Regions from separate parts of the Mus musculus genome. Here region 2 is linked to region 1. A link is a contact called in public capture Hi-C data. All regions are on one chromosome and are shown on one strand. The core of a region is the stretch at or near the end of the contact, and the rest is flanking DNA. Distances in the headings are between cores, read along the strand shown. Region 1 has its middle 90 kb from the start of Gm40816. Region 2 overlaps Commd1 (COMM domain containing 1).

Region 1 (7,083 bases), core at 1,929-4,428:
AGCAGAGAGGGAGCTGGTGGAGGGACAGCAGCTCCCAGGTTGGAGTATGGTTGTGCTCAATCCTGGGCTAAGCTGGATGGGGCAAAGGGAACCAGGAAAGGTCAGAGCTGGGACAGAGCCCAGCTGCTGTTGGGACTTGTCAAAGTTAAGCTGGGAGGGGCTGGGGATGCAATCGCAGCTCCCTGGAAAGGTGGTAGCTGGCTGTTGGCAGAGTTTAGCTGGAAGGAATGGAAAAATCAGGAGCAGGTCTTGTAGCAGCCAGGAGCCAACTCAGGAGTATGGGGCCGCAGTTCCAGGCAAAGGAGGTAGCAAGTTTTAAAATCACACGCAACAGGTCTATAAGGAGTGGAGCCACACCTTCACCAAGACTGTTCAGTAATGCGTACTTCTTGCCCTCTATTTAAACCTAAACCCTGTGTAGACCCCAATCATGAGACTTGGGGATCACTGGACCTCTTTCTTGGGTCTTCTTTTCAGGGTAGCCTCTGACTAAATCTCTCTTGTCTTTCACTGCTATTTGTGTCTTTAGTTGCCCTATTGGGGGCAAGTGGTCAAGCCTAGCTCTCTAGAGTTGGTGGTGGGCAGGGTTATAACTTAACATTTCTATTAACACAGACTTTTCCACTTCCACCAAGCCACCTGGGTTTGAAAAGGGTGACTGTGGTGACAACTATTCCAACAAAGGAAAAATGCTGACAATTTATGAGCAGAAGTAATCCAGCAAACACAAGACAAGTTTGCTTGGTCTTGGCTAACCTAGCCCGTAGCATTGATGGTGTTGACACAGTGGGGCTAGGAGCCAGGCTTTGGGCCAAGTACCCTGTGTTTAGATTGGAGATCTACAGGACCTCCTCACTTCCTGCCTATGTTCACGTGGTGGGCCAAACTACCCTGCCATTACTACTTTGCTTTCTCAGAGAGCATCGTGGAGAATGGAGTCTCTCTGCCCTCTCTCCCAGGTTCTTTGCCTAGGCTACTAACTAAATGAACCCAATACAGACTGACAAAAGAAACCTTGTTTTTAATTGTGCTCAGATGCACAGGAGTCCCACAAGATATGGGACTCACAGAAGGGCTGGCCGAGATTTATGCAGCTTCCTGGGCCACCGGGGGTGGGGGTGGGGTGGGGAAATCAAAGCTTGTTTTCCTGGGTTGTGGCATTGGCCCAAACTTGGGGAAGAGAGGAGTAATTGTGTCACGTAGAAAGGTCTTGTTACCATCAGCAATAAAGGAATCTTCTCCTCGCCCTCAGAAGCTGTGCCTGTCTGGGCTGGTGTCAAGTTTAGATCTCCTCCCCTGTTGTGCTAGTTAATCTTCCTTGGCCAATAGGATTCCCAGAGAGGATTCCCACAATGGTGATCCTTGTGGTGGCCCCCTTTTTAGACACATAAGAGCCGCTCACACAAAGCCCCTGCCTGCATCCGGCCTCCTAAGTGTCCCAGTTCAAGGGAATCAACACACCAGACTGGCATGTTTGGGATGGAGTTTCCTTCACGCATCCATCCGCTGAGAGGCCGTTCTTATTTCCAATTGGGGATTGCATAAGGATTAAGTAGGATAATGAATGCTTTCAAACCTGCTTTGCAGGAATTAAAGCATTACACAAATACTATCTTAGGCCCATAGAAGAAGACAGGGGTGTTCTGTGTAGGGTAATATTTTCAGAGTGCAGCTCACAAGCTAGCAGTAACAGCCATGAAAAAGGGAAATATCAGTGGACATAAGGAAGGAAAAGGGTAAAACCAGTCTCTGTACTTGTCTATGTCCTCAGCCGGGTTCGACCCCTAGAAAAATGACAGGGGGAAAAAAGGAACAAGCCAAAAGTTTCTAGATTAAACAAACAACAAACAAACAAAAAATTAAGTCAGGCATGGTGGTATACACTTGTAATCCCAGCCCTGGGTGATGCAGAGACAGGTGGAGATAGCCAGCTGAGCCAATTTGACAAGTTTTGAGCTAGTGAGAGGCTCTACAACAAACACCAACAGCAAAAAATGGATGTCACCTGAGGAGAGACAGCTGAGGTTGGCCTCTAACCTCCACATGCGCCCACGCATGAGCACACACACACATATACATATATATAATTTGGGGGCGGGGGGAGTTGGTTTAGTTAGTTAGAATTGTGGTTTTAAAATAGCCTTTCTGTATATCCCTGGCTGTCCTGGAACTCACTAAGTAAAACAGGCTGACCCCAAACTCACAGAGATCTACCTGCCTCTGTCTCCCCAGTACTGGGATCACAACCACCCATTCCCCTCCCTCATATATGTGTGTGTGTGTATGTGTGTGAATATATTATTATACTTTATAATATATAAAATAACACTATATTTTGTAATATATACTAATCTATAATGTATAGTGTATAATAATATATTAATACACACACACACATATATATAGCCTATTAATTCAGATTGTCCTTGAACTCCTAAACTCAAGCCCATCCTCTTGCCTTAGCCTCCAGAGTAGTTAGGGCTCAGTTACAGGTCACTCACCCAGACACTGATCACTACACACACACACACACACACACACACACACACACTCAAGCTTAATGTGATTTAGGTCTACAATCCCACTTTCAGGACCCTGAGACACAAGGATCCCATGTTCAAGGCCAGCTTGAGTTCTATGGAAGAAGAGTGCTCCTTCCTTAAGGTTCCTCTCAGTCTTGGGAGTTCTTTCTCGATTTTCCTTAACAGGTCCTAATAAAAGTTAATAATGAAAAACATGCAGGAGCTCATGGGATACAAAAGAACCAAGAGGCTAAAGCTTCAGTCAGCAGCACCTCAGGGAAACAGAGATGGGCTTGGAGAGGCGGGCCATGGAGGAGCCTGGACGCCCGAATGCCCAGATGCCCGGACGCTGCAGTGAGCCAGGGCTGGCAAGGTTTGCTGTGTAGACTCAAATGTCACTCAGGGTTTCCCACTAACCTAGAGGACTGCCTTTTTTGGTAGGCTGCTGGCCAGTGAGTTCTCAGGAGTCACCCTAGATGTGCACCCACATCCATCCTGCTGCCTAACACTGGGATTAAAGATACACAGAGCCATTTTTGGCTTGTTTGCTTTTGTTTGTTTATAGAAAGACTTGGTCTCACTAAGTAGCACTGTTTGTCCTTACTTATGTAAATAAGTAAGATTTGCCTTAAACTCTGAGAGATCCACTGATCTCTGCCTCCAGGCACTAGGTTAAAAGCATGTGCCTCCCCATCCCCCACCCCCACCTCTGATCACACCCAGCCTCCTATTCATGTGCTATAGAATTCAAATCAGGCCCTCACACTCAGGTGCTCTTCTCTGAGCTGGCTCCCCAACCTTTCTTCCTGGTCTTAGCAAAACCAAAGACTGGCTTATTTATAATCAAGAGAAATCTATTTGGCTTTTGATCCTGAGGCTGAAAGTCCACAGAAGTCCAAGATGAAAGGCCATCTCTAGTCAGGACCTTTCTTCTGTGTCATGGCATGGCAATTACACCACCCAACAAGAGTGTGGGGGAGAGAGATCAGCACCAACTAGAAGACTGAGTTGGAAGCCCCATAGCCTTTTAAATCCATGTTCATCAATTTCCATTATCAAGGAATTAAGTTTCCGACATATGCTTTCTTGAGGATATATTCAAACCATATAGCAATGATGGTAGATGGGCGCCAGGATTCCTTGGAGATATCTAGGAAAGGTTGAAACTTCTGACCTTGGGAAAGGCTGTTTTCTTTGAATATTTAAGTGAACTTCAGCTGGAGAAATGTTCAGCAGTTAAGAACACTGGCTACTCTCCTAGAGGAACCAGGTTCAATTCCCAGCATCTACATGACAGCTTACAACTATTCATAATTCTAGATCCAAAAAATCAAATACCCTCTTCTGGCCTCTATGGACACCAAGCACACATAGGGTACACAGACATGCATGTGAAAAAACACTCATATACATAAAATTATAATTATATATACATAGTGCGTGTATATATAATATTTATTTATTTGTTTATTTATTTATGTTTTTTTATTGTTTTGAGACAGGCTGTCCTGGAACTCACTCTGTTGACCAGGCTAGCCTCAAACTCAGAGATCTGGCTGCCTCTCCCTCTCAGGTGCTGGGTTTAAAGGCATGTGCTACATTGCCCAGCTGGATAAAATAAATTTTTAAAAAGAAAATTAGGAAGGTGAAAACACATAACTTTAAACATTTTAATTAATTTAATTCATTTTCTTGAAGACAGAGTCTCTCTATTCTGTAGCCCTGGATATCCTGAAACTTGCTACTTTCCCTCTGTAGACCACGCTGGCCTTGAACTCACAGAGATCTGACTGTTGTCATGGTGGTGATGGTGTGACACATGTCTGTGAGTGCAGGCAGACAAGCCATGGTGCACATGTGGAGGTCAGAGGACAACTTTTGGGAATCTGTTCTTGTCTTCCACCGTGAATTTCTGGCTCTCACAAACACTTTTACCCACTGAGCCACCTCACTGGCTCTGACCAGGAAGAGAGACTCACCTAGGCTATGACCCCCCAGTACCACATGTCATGGTTACTACCACAGTCTCCTTCAGGTCCCCAACCAGCAGAACAGTAGCCCCAGCCCCAGAGTGCCTATGTCCTAATTGAGAACTGTAAATGGGTTATAGTGCTGCAAAGGGGAATTAAGGCTGCTAATCAACTGACCTTCAACAGGAGATTATCCTGGATTATCCAGATGGGTTCACAGTAATCACCACAGTCCTTAAGTGCAGAACAGAAGAGGGGACAAAAGGGGAGTTAGTGATGAGGTGTGAAGTGACCTAGATCAGCCAAAACTCAAGGGAGTCCAGAGGCTGAACATGCCCTAGCCTCCAGAAGGGTGTAGCCCTGCAGACACTTAAGTTTTAGCCCAATCACACACACACACACACACACACACACACACACACACACACGCACGCACACTTGATTGTACACATACATACAGATACACACATGTTGCGTGTACTTTTTTAAATGCACACTTGCTCTGGCAAGGTTCTGCAATTAGCACCTGCTCGCCTGCCGTCCAGCCAGCCCCCATGGGCTTTCCCGAGATCTGGCTATGCTCTGAGCACCTCCTGTTCCTCCTTGCCCAGTGCTGGCAACAGTCATCGCACCCAGCTCCCTTTAGCCCCAAGGAAGACTTTTATATTTTAAAACTGACCAGATAACTCAAAGGCTGGGTGAAGAATATCCTGCCCTGTCGTCCTTAGCCTTCACAGCCACCTGCAGAGGCTAGAAACTATCGATGCCCCAAGAGACACTTTCATGTCTGCAGCTTCCTATCTGCTCCATAGCCTGGTCCTGTAAGACTCTGATGAGCCTTAGCTACTGGGGACCCTCTGAGTGAACCACTAGGAGCCAGGGATCGATGCAAAAGCAAGAGGAATTTATTGTTCCAGCATGCTGGGGTCGTCATGCACCCAAAGGAGAGGCAGTGATCCCGGGCAGCCCATTTGGCCAGTTTTTATACAGTTTTCAGGGGTAGAATAGAGCAAAAGCCACTAGGCACAATGTGATTGGCAAAACAGTATGATTTTTAAACTGATTGGTCCTTAGCGAATGTGGTAGCAAGGGGCTCCCCATATCTGCAGGCGACCAATGGTCAGTCCGCCCCGAGGTTTTTCTGAGGAATGTAATTAGCCTCTCCCTTCAGGCCTACATGTTCCACCAACCTCTTCCTTCCTGAAGGGGAAGAGTCTTCATGTTCTGGAGCCCAGTGGAATTTTCCAACAGTCTTTAGTTAGCTGACTTCTTCAGTCCAAATCCTAATACAATCTCCATTCCCTTTCTCTTCCTGTCCAGCCCAGAAATCCTGCCTTGTCCTTCACCCAGCAATTAGCTTCTGCCATCTTTATTGACCCAATCAAGAGGCAATTAGAGAAACTCTGCCTACACACACACACACTACCAGATGTTGTTCCACGACCTGCATGGCTCCAGGAACTAACCTGATTGGAGCATTGAAAGAATGAAGAAAAGACAAATACATGAGCACAGGTAGACAGAAAAGCTGGGATTGTATAAACTGGGTTCTCTGGTGGAGGAACAGGAAACCCACACACCAACCCCTCCTGTCTTTATTTATATACAAGTGAAAGAGAAGGCAGGGCCATTTCATACAGCTGAATCAAAGATGTAATGTTTATCATACACAGCTAAACAAGGAGACAGAGTTAGCTAATTTCAATAGGAGCAGGGTCTATAGGGACATAGTCTTTGGGCCATAAACATCCAGGGGAGAAAGCTGTGGTGAACATATTCTGTCCATGCATTTGACCTTGGACAAGGAGGGGAGGCTTTTCCACTTCCTAAGAGTTTAATTCACCACATCCTTGAAATGGCTGTGCCGGTGGCAACAGCACACACTCTCAGGGTTCCTCTGCTCCCCACAATAATACATCTATGTTGCTTTAAACTCTGGGCCTTGTGGTAATTCACTGCAGCAGCAAAGGAAAGCAAGTAACATTGTATAAGAAGGAAAGCACATAACTGTTGCTAGCCGTCCAGCGGCTCACAGGACGGGGTACACCTGGCTCACAGGACGGGGTACACCTGAGTGGCAGGACGGCGCTGAAAGAAAGGGAAACTAGGCAGATGAGAGAGAAATGGAGTCAAGACAATGTTCTGATCAAGGCTCAAATGTTTAATGGCAACTGCGCTTATAAAGGGGGGAGGGGAGGCCCATTCCCACCAATTCATCCTTGGAGCCCAACTGCAGGTGCAACATACAGAATAGGGTGTAGTCTCCGGAATAGCTAGGTGGCCTCCCAGCAGGTAGCAGTATCTTGACGAGGAACAGTGGCTGAACAATAGAGTGATCTAGGGAGGCTCCATCTTAGGTAATCTCCTTAGTGGCAACAAAGTCGAGGTCTGGCTCAGCAAGCTTCAGGCTGAGGGAGGTTACACATAACATTGTAGAAGAAGCTTTGGGGATTGAGGAGCCAAGAGACCAAGTCAATTCACACTGCTTCCTTGTAAAGTTTACCTAGTTCTTCTGGCTTTCAATCCCCTTGATTAACAGGGAGAGGTTAGTCTTCGCTTGCTCTCCTGGCCACAGAAGAAAATCAGTAAGT
Region 2 (7,083 bases), core at 2,941-5,440, 210 kb after region 1:
CGATGCAAACGTCTAGTCAGCTCCTACTCTTGAAGCCTGGTCTGCCCACAGCATAAAGCAAACCACTCCGATGAAGCTCACTCTCCAGGAAAGGAAGCCAGTGGGAGAATACAGGAGAACTGAGGCTCTGCCTCTCCGAGGATGGAATTATAGGCATGTACAGCTGAAATGCCACTATTTTTCATTTGTATTTTATGTGTATGGGTATTCTGCCTTCATATACATCTGTGTACCACGTGTGCCTGGTGCTCTCCAAGGCAAGAAGAGGGTATTGAATCACCTAGAACTGGAGTTACCAACAGTTGTGAGCCACCATCTAGGGACTGGAAATCAAACCTGGGTCCTCTGGAAGAGCAGGCAGTGCCCTTAACCACTGATCTTTCTCTCCAGCCCTAAGAAGCCTAAGAGACCTAAAAGATCCCTGCTAAGTCAGCAGCAGTGAAACCAGAGGCAAGCATCCCTCTCTTCTGTAATTTTATCAAATATATTTTCAGGTCACTCTGGAAATTCACAGGGAGTATCATTGGGCCTGAGGACTGCACAGAGACAGGTCTCACACCTGTTCCCAAAAAAGAAACTACATGTACACACCATACTACATTTTGCTCCTTCAAAAGTTATTCTAACTGAAGAGGTGACTGTTTTTAATTGGCTTATACTGTACATCATATTGGCATATCGAATTAGCCTATAACACCAGCTGCTTGGGAAGCAGAGGGAGGGGACCATCAGTTCAAGGCCTATCTGAGCTTACAGAAGGTTAAAGCAAGCCTAGGTAGCTTTCTGAAATTCTATCTCAAAAACACAAAGGACAAAAGAAGGGAAGGCCAGTGCATGGCTGAGTGGCTGAGAGCTTTCCCAGTGTGTATGTCCTGGGTTCAGTTCCTGACATCACAGAAGCAGAAATGACAAAGACAGAAGAGAGGGAGAAGTTATTTAACTTAGAGGTACAGAAAATATATTTGATAAAATTACAGGAGACATTTCCCAAATATGGGGAAGAGATGGCTACCCAGACACAGGAAGTATTCAGAAACCAAGCCAAACAGAAAATACCATGTGTGCTACAGTTCAGTATCATATTTATGAAAAAAAGTATTGAGAATCATAAGGGAAAATATCAAATCACATAGAAAGGCAAATCCATCAGAATAACAGCAGATTTCCTCACTAAAAAATCTAAAGGCCAGGAGAAAGGAGTGGTCCATTTCAATTGCTGAAAACCAATGGCCAACCGAAATTACTATGTCCAGCAGAACTATTCTTCACAATTGGAGAGGGGGAAAAAGTTTCCATGATAAACACAAGCTAAAGGAATGTATTACCACTAATCCAGCAGTACAGAAGCTACTGGAAGGAATGCTACACATCAAAGAAGAAGAAGAAAAAATAACATTCATGAGACACAGGGAACAAGGAACTATACTGAAGCAGAAAGCAAGCAAATATGAGGAAAACAGCAAACATTATAAAAATCAACAAAATAGCCAGGTGGTGGTGGCTCACACCTTTAAATCCCAGCACTCAGGAGGCAGAGACAGGCAGATCTCTCAGTCTGAGGTCTACAGAGTAAGTTTTAGGACAGCCAGGGCTACACAGAAACCCTGTCTTGGAAACCAAAAGCAAAAACAAAACAAATGGATGCTGCTGAGAAAGGCAAGGAGACTTTTGTTGAGAAGTGTGCCCAGTGCCACACTGTGGGGAAGGGTGACAACCAAACACAAAGCAGAGGGCTCCTCCAGCCAATGCTTTCTTTTACACAGTCCCCAACAAGAACAAAAGGGTCATCTGTTGCTATATAGGGAACTGGTTACACAGAAACAAGAAAAGCGCTGTGCTTGAGAAAGTTCTTTTCTTTTCTTTTCTTTTTTTTTTTTTTAAACAGGGTTTCTCTGTATAGCCCTGGCTGTCCTGGAACTCACTTTGTAGACCAGGCTGGCCTCAAACTCAGAAATTCGCCTGCCTCTGCCTCCCAAGTGCTGGGATTAAAGGCATGCGCCATCATGCCCAGCCTGAGAAAGTTATTTTCTAAAATACAATGTATTGTAGCACAACCAAATTGTTCACATTACCAAAGCAACATTTCCCTGTATGTTCTCATATCCCGGGCACATATTAAGTACTTAAAGACAACATGAAATACAGTAGATTCCTGGCAGGCTCCACATCTCAAGATTTGACCAACCACAACATAAAAATACTCACATAAAATATCTGTATCTACCATGTACTGACTTTATTTTGTCATTATTCAGCATAATAATAATTGACATAGAGTTTACATTGTTTTAGGAAGTATAAGTAATCTAGAATTATGTAAAATAAAGGAGGATATATGTAAGTCACATGCAAATGCTACACAACTTCATGAAAAGGAGCTGAGCGTAGGTGTTGGGTATGTGCAGGGACATGGTGTCCTAAGGGCAGTCTTCTCAGAGACAGACACATGTGTGCACTCACTATTGCCAGAATAAAAAGTAGATGGCCTATGCACGGACCAGAAAAGCTCCGAGTCCACCTGCTACTCCTCTCTTGACTTTTTTTCTCAGCACACTTTGTTTCCTTTGTCCTGGGGGAAGCACAGGCACATTTCTATAGAGAGCACAATTGACTGACTAGACTTCACAATTAAATAAGCCCAAGCCCATTGCTACAATTAACACTATTCTAAACTAAATGAGTAAAAGGGATTCTAATTTTCTTAATTAACAAAGCACCTTTAATTAAAATCAAATGGAATTACATTGGAAAAGAAACAAAAAAAACCTAAAGAACAGCATGTGTGAAGAAACCAGCCAGCTAAAGGGACTGTGCTTACCATTGAGAAGGAAAATACATTTCTAGTGCAGGATATAATGAAAGCCCTTATTTGATTATTTTTCAAAAATAAATGTGATAACTCAGTGGTCTGGATAGTCTCTAATTACCAGTTTGTTTCCCCTCTTCCCCACTCAAAAAACCATAAGCCAGGCCACCTGAAGTCTGATTTAGCAGGAGCTGGAGCAGGAGCTGGATAGCTTTAAGAGAATCTGCATAGACACTAAAACCACCTGTTATGTGATTAGCGACTCCAGAGGTGAGCAGCACTGGCTCGTGAATAATCAAGATCCAGTTGAAAATGATTTGTGAGCTTGAGGCCAGAGATGGCACACATGGTCTTTAGGAACAATGCATCGATATGGTTAAGAGATTAGGACTTATCACCTCCCATACTGGATTGACTACACAAATAACAGGATAGGAAAGGTTTGGTGTGCACCCACTAACCTTGGCTCCTGCTCTTTGTGTCTCTATCATTGCCTGGGAGACTGCAGTCAAAACTGTCCGACTCTGCCCTTTTGAGACAACTGCAAAGACATGTAGCTGCTTTTTTAAACTCTGTATATAACTGAAAACATCAAAATGTTCACATGATTCTACCTCTAAAAGTGATTTTAGGGTTACCTCAGCAAACTCTGTTAAATAAAAGTAAAATAAGTGTATGAAAATACACAATTTACAAAGGGAAATTGAAGCTGGACTCACCTGTCCATTTTTTCCAAATTCCAGCTCTATTATGGCAACAGGGCTGTGTATCTGAGTTGAGTGCCGTGACTGAGACTTGCCATCGACTCTCCAGCTCAGGCCCCGAAGGCCGTTGTCCCAGCGGCTCTGCTTCATGAGACTCTCTCGGATTTTTATCTTGTGGCTCTTCCAAAACTTGGAGATGACTGCAGCTTGCTCACTGGTGATGCCACCTTGCTTTTTGGTTTGAGCAGTCAGGAATGCCTCTAACTGGTTGAAATCCATGTCTGCAGATGCAATAGACTATAAAGATAAAAGAAAAAGCAATATATTTGAACTTGGTAGATAACTAGACAAAGCTAGCTGCCTAGCTACAGAACATATTTTGATTGAACTTAGTTTCACCAGGACTCCTCTCGGATAGCCTGCTGTTGCCCTGTGTCATGGAGATCCTGAAGCTGTGGGTCTGTAGGACCGGCCCTGAATCTGGGCCTAGGTGGTAGTTAAATGGATCAGACTGCTAGTTCTCCCACACACCACCACCAGAGCTAACTCTCTGGCTGGCCAGGCAAGGCTCAGAGCCAGCTCTTCAGTGATCAGTGGGGCCAGCTCTCCAGAGCCAGCTCTCCCAGGCTGCCTAGGTAAGGGGCAGGGGCAGGATCAGCTCTCCCATGTGGGCAGGGCGCCACTGTGTGGTAGCAAATCAACACCACCTCCGGAGGCATGGTCTTTGGTGAGTCCAGACATGACCCTGAGCAGCAGCACAGGCATGAGACATCACCATGGTCTCAGATGGCAATGCAGGCCTCTCTCACATCAGGCTGTTCCTCACCGCCAGCCTGTCTCCAGTTCTCTCTTCATAGTCACAAACTTCTTACCTTCTCTGTCTCTCCCATCTCTGCAACTACATACTTGCTCATTGCAATGGCACCTACTGGGCCCACACTGCTAGCCTGTGGTCTGTGGCTGTCTTCAATCCAGCCCATGCTGCACAGCCTAGACATCTATTACTTCTATTGAGTCTCATATTCTAGTTTCCATTTCACAGACAACATGGTCGTCAGAAGCACTAAGTTTCCATAAAACCAGAGAGCCAAAGAGTCCTAACTGTTGAGCCATGTTTCTCTGGCTGGTTGTCCTAAGTGACTGCACACAGATATGGACACTGGCATCGCTGCTGCTGCTGCTGCTGATTAAAAAGTCAAACTGATTCTTTCTACCATCAATGATATAAAAATGTTACCACCCAAGGATTAGCTATTAAAGCTTTATTTATATCCCTTAGAGAGTGATTTTCATCTTTTCAAGATTTAGCTGTTACAAGTGAGAAATATGTATTGTTAGACGTAAGCCAACTAGTTTAGTTTAACAATTTGCAGGAAAGTTGAGAAGGTGGTGTAAATCAAACCAGTGTGCCAAAACTCGTAACACTGTTATCCATAGGCAAAAAGGAGCCACCAAATGCTGGACACATGGATAATTATGATGCAAAGCTAAATCTGAGGACAAAAGTAGCTGAGGCGAAGTGGGAATCCCAGAAGCTTCCTTCCTTGGCCAGATGTTGCTGTAGGTACACCAAACCAGGTTGAGGGCAGCTGCAGTCGCACAGGCCAAGGACAGCTACAGATCTACTGTTGTTGATGTCTCTATTAATATAAAAGTTGTGTGGACGGATTGGTGAGATGGTTCAGTGGTGAAGATCACTGGCTGCTGCTGTTCTTCCAGAGGTCCTGAGTTCAATTCCCAGCAACTACATGGTGGATCATGACAATCTGTGAAGGGATCTGATGCCCTCTTCTGGCATGCAGGTGTATATGCAGAGAGAGCATTCATACATTAAAAAAAAAAAAGTAAAAAAGAAAACAAAAATGATAATGATAAAGTAAAATAAATAAAAATTTAATTTTCTTTTTAAAATTGTGTGGCAAACACCCAATCATCCTGATAGATTATTTCACATTACAGTTGAACACATTTACTGCTTAATTGCCATATTACATAGAAATAGAAATATTACTTTTAAGACTAGCCTGATGGCTCATGACTATAATCTCAGCACTCAGGACATAAAGTCAGGAAAATAGCCAAGAATAAATCTGGCCTGTTTATATAAGTTCTAGGGCAGGTAGAGCTCCATGGCAAGTCCCCAAGGAGAGGGAATGATTACTGAGCATGTTATACTAGAATTGAGTTAAATATTCCTATTAGCATCTTCTTTTACGACACTGAAACTCTGTACCATTTCTGCCTCATTCCACTCTGGGATTTTACTCTGGGATGTGTGTGGGGATGCGCCCCTGTACCGACAGTCTGAAAGCAGTAGCAGCACCCACATCCTCAGCTCACCAGGAGTTCCATGACAGCATGTCTTATTCTGACATAACTCTGTCTAGAACATAAAAGCTATTTTGGTTGAGTTTCAATCAGTATCTTGATCTGGGGTCAATCCATCCTTTTCTTAACACAATTCAAACATAAACGGGGAACCAACTTAGAATTGAATTTAAAAAGTCATGCATTCTCATTTAATACCAGTTTTTTAATTCAAGAAAGGCCCACATCAGCTTCATTGCAGTTTTCTTCTCATTTTTAAACATATAAAAATGTAAAAAGCATTCTCAGCTGGGAGGTACATGCTTTTATCCCAGCATTCAGGAGGCCGAGGCAGGAAGAGACAGCTTGGTCTACAGAGTGAGTTCTAGGCAGTCAGGACTATACAAAAACAACAACAACAACAACAACGAAACACTATCTCGAAAAACAAACAAGAGGCAGGCAGATTTCTGAGTCCAAGGCCAGCCTGGTCTACAGAGTGAGTTCCAGGACAACCCTATACAGAAAAACTGTCTCGAAAAAACAAAAAACAAAAACAAACAAACAGCAAAGAACGAAAACAGAAATAATTCTCGGCTTATGAACTATACAAGGACAGGAAACATGGTCAAGCCCTGCTCAAGAACATACCACAGAATAGGCTGACCCAAGTCCACGTGACTGCAGTGTCCTATGCACCTGACCCTATACGAGAAAACTGGTTTATAACAACCACAGCCTAGAAATTAACTTTGTTTACTTGAGAAAGTACCTTAGAACAGTTTTAGTAAACACTAAGTTTTTCAGAAATGTGACTAAAATAGCTTTATAAACAGGATGCTGAGCATTTGGAAGAAGCATTGCTGAGTGTAAAGTGTATGAGCTGCCAAAGCAGCTCAGCTGTACAGTAAGTGCATTTGCTGCTATTTGTTCACAGCGATTCCACATATATGTACGACAGGAACACATACTGACTGCTTGAATGGTTACAGCTTACAAAATCTCAGGTTACTGTAGCTTTTCATTTATTTATGTCATGCTGATGTTTTAAAAAATACAAACTATATTTTGTGTGTGCATATGTGTGGTAATTGTGTACATGTGTGGGCTGTGTATGTACATATGTGTGCTGTGTGTGCTTTGTGTGCATGTGTGTGTACATGTGTGTGTACATGTGTGGTGTGTGTATGTGTGTGCATATGCATGGTGTGTGTGTGCATGTGTGTGCAAATGTGTGCTATGGGTGTGCATATGTGGTGGAGGGGG

Evidence for each region. Capture Hi-C pulls out chosen DNA fragments and counts their contacts.
Region 2: a contact with region 1 is called in a capture Hi-C map of embryonic stem cells, with 4 times the contacts expected there. The contact joins two enhancer-like sites. A contact is called at or near these places in 4 of 15 datasets of contacts at CTCF or cohesin (CD8 T cells, embryonic stem cells, large pre-B cells and 1 more), 1 of 484 Hi-C or Micro-C datasets (bone marrow-derived macrophages), 5 of 115 datasets of contacts at active chromatin or transcription factors (all in embryonic stem cells) and 3 of 9 other capture datasets (adipose tissue, embryonic stem cells and liver).

The regions. Positions count from the first base shown.
Region 1 is chr11:22,740,858-22,747,940 of GRCm38.p6, forward strand. No RefSeq gene overlaps it. Among named protein-coding and RNA genes, the nearest start is that of Gm40816, 90 kb to the left of the region's middle. Within about 2 kb of position 3,179, at least 9 of the 459 cell types and tissues checked have an H3K27ac peak or open chromatin away from gene starts, as enhancers often do. A contact at or near this core is called in embryonic stem cells, where this site is marked.
Region 2 is chr11:22,952,886-22,959,968 of GRCm38.p6, forward strand. It overlaps Commd1 (COMM domain containing 1), which reads right to left. Exons shown (of 3, transcript NM_144514.2): 2 at 3,526-3,807. Among named protein-coding and RNA genes, the nearest start is that of Zrsr1, 16 kb to the right of the region's middle. Within about 2 kb of position 4,191, at least 60 of the 459 cell types and tissues checked have an H3K27ac peak or open chromatin away from gene starts, as enhancers often do. A contact at or near this core is called in embryonic stem cells, where this site is marked.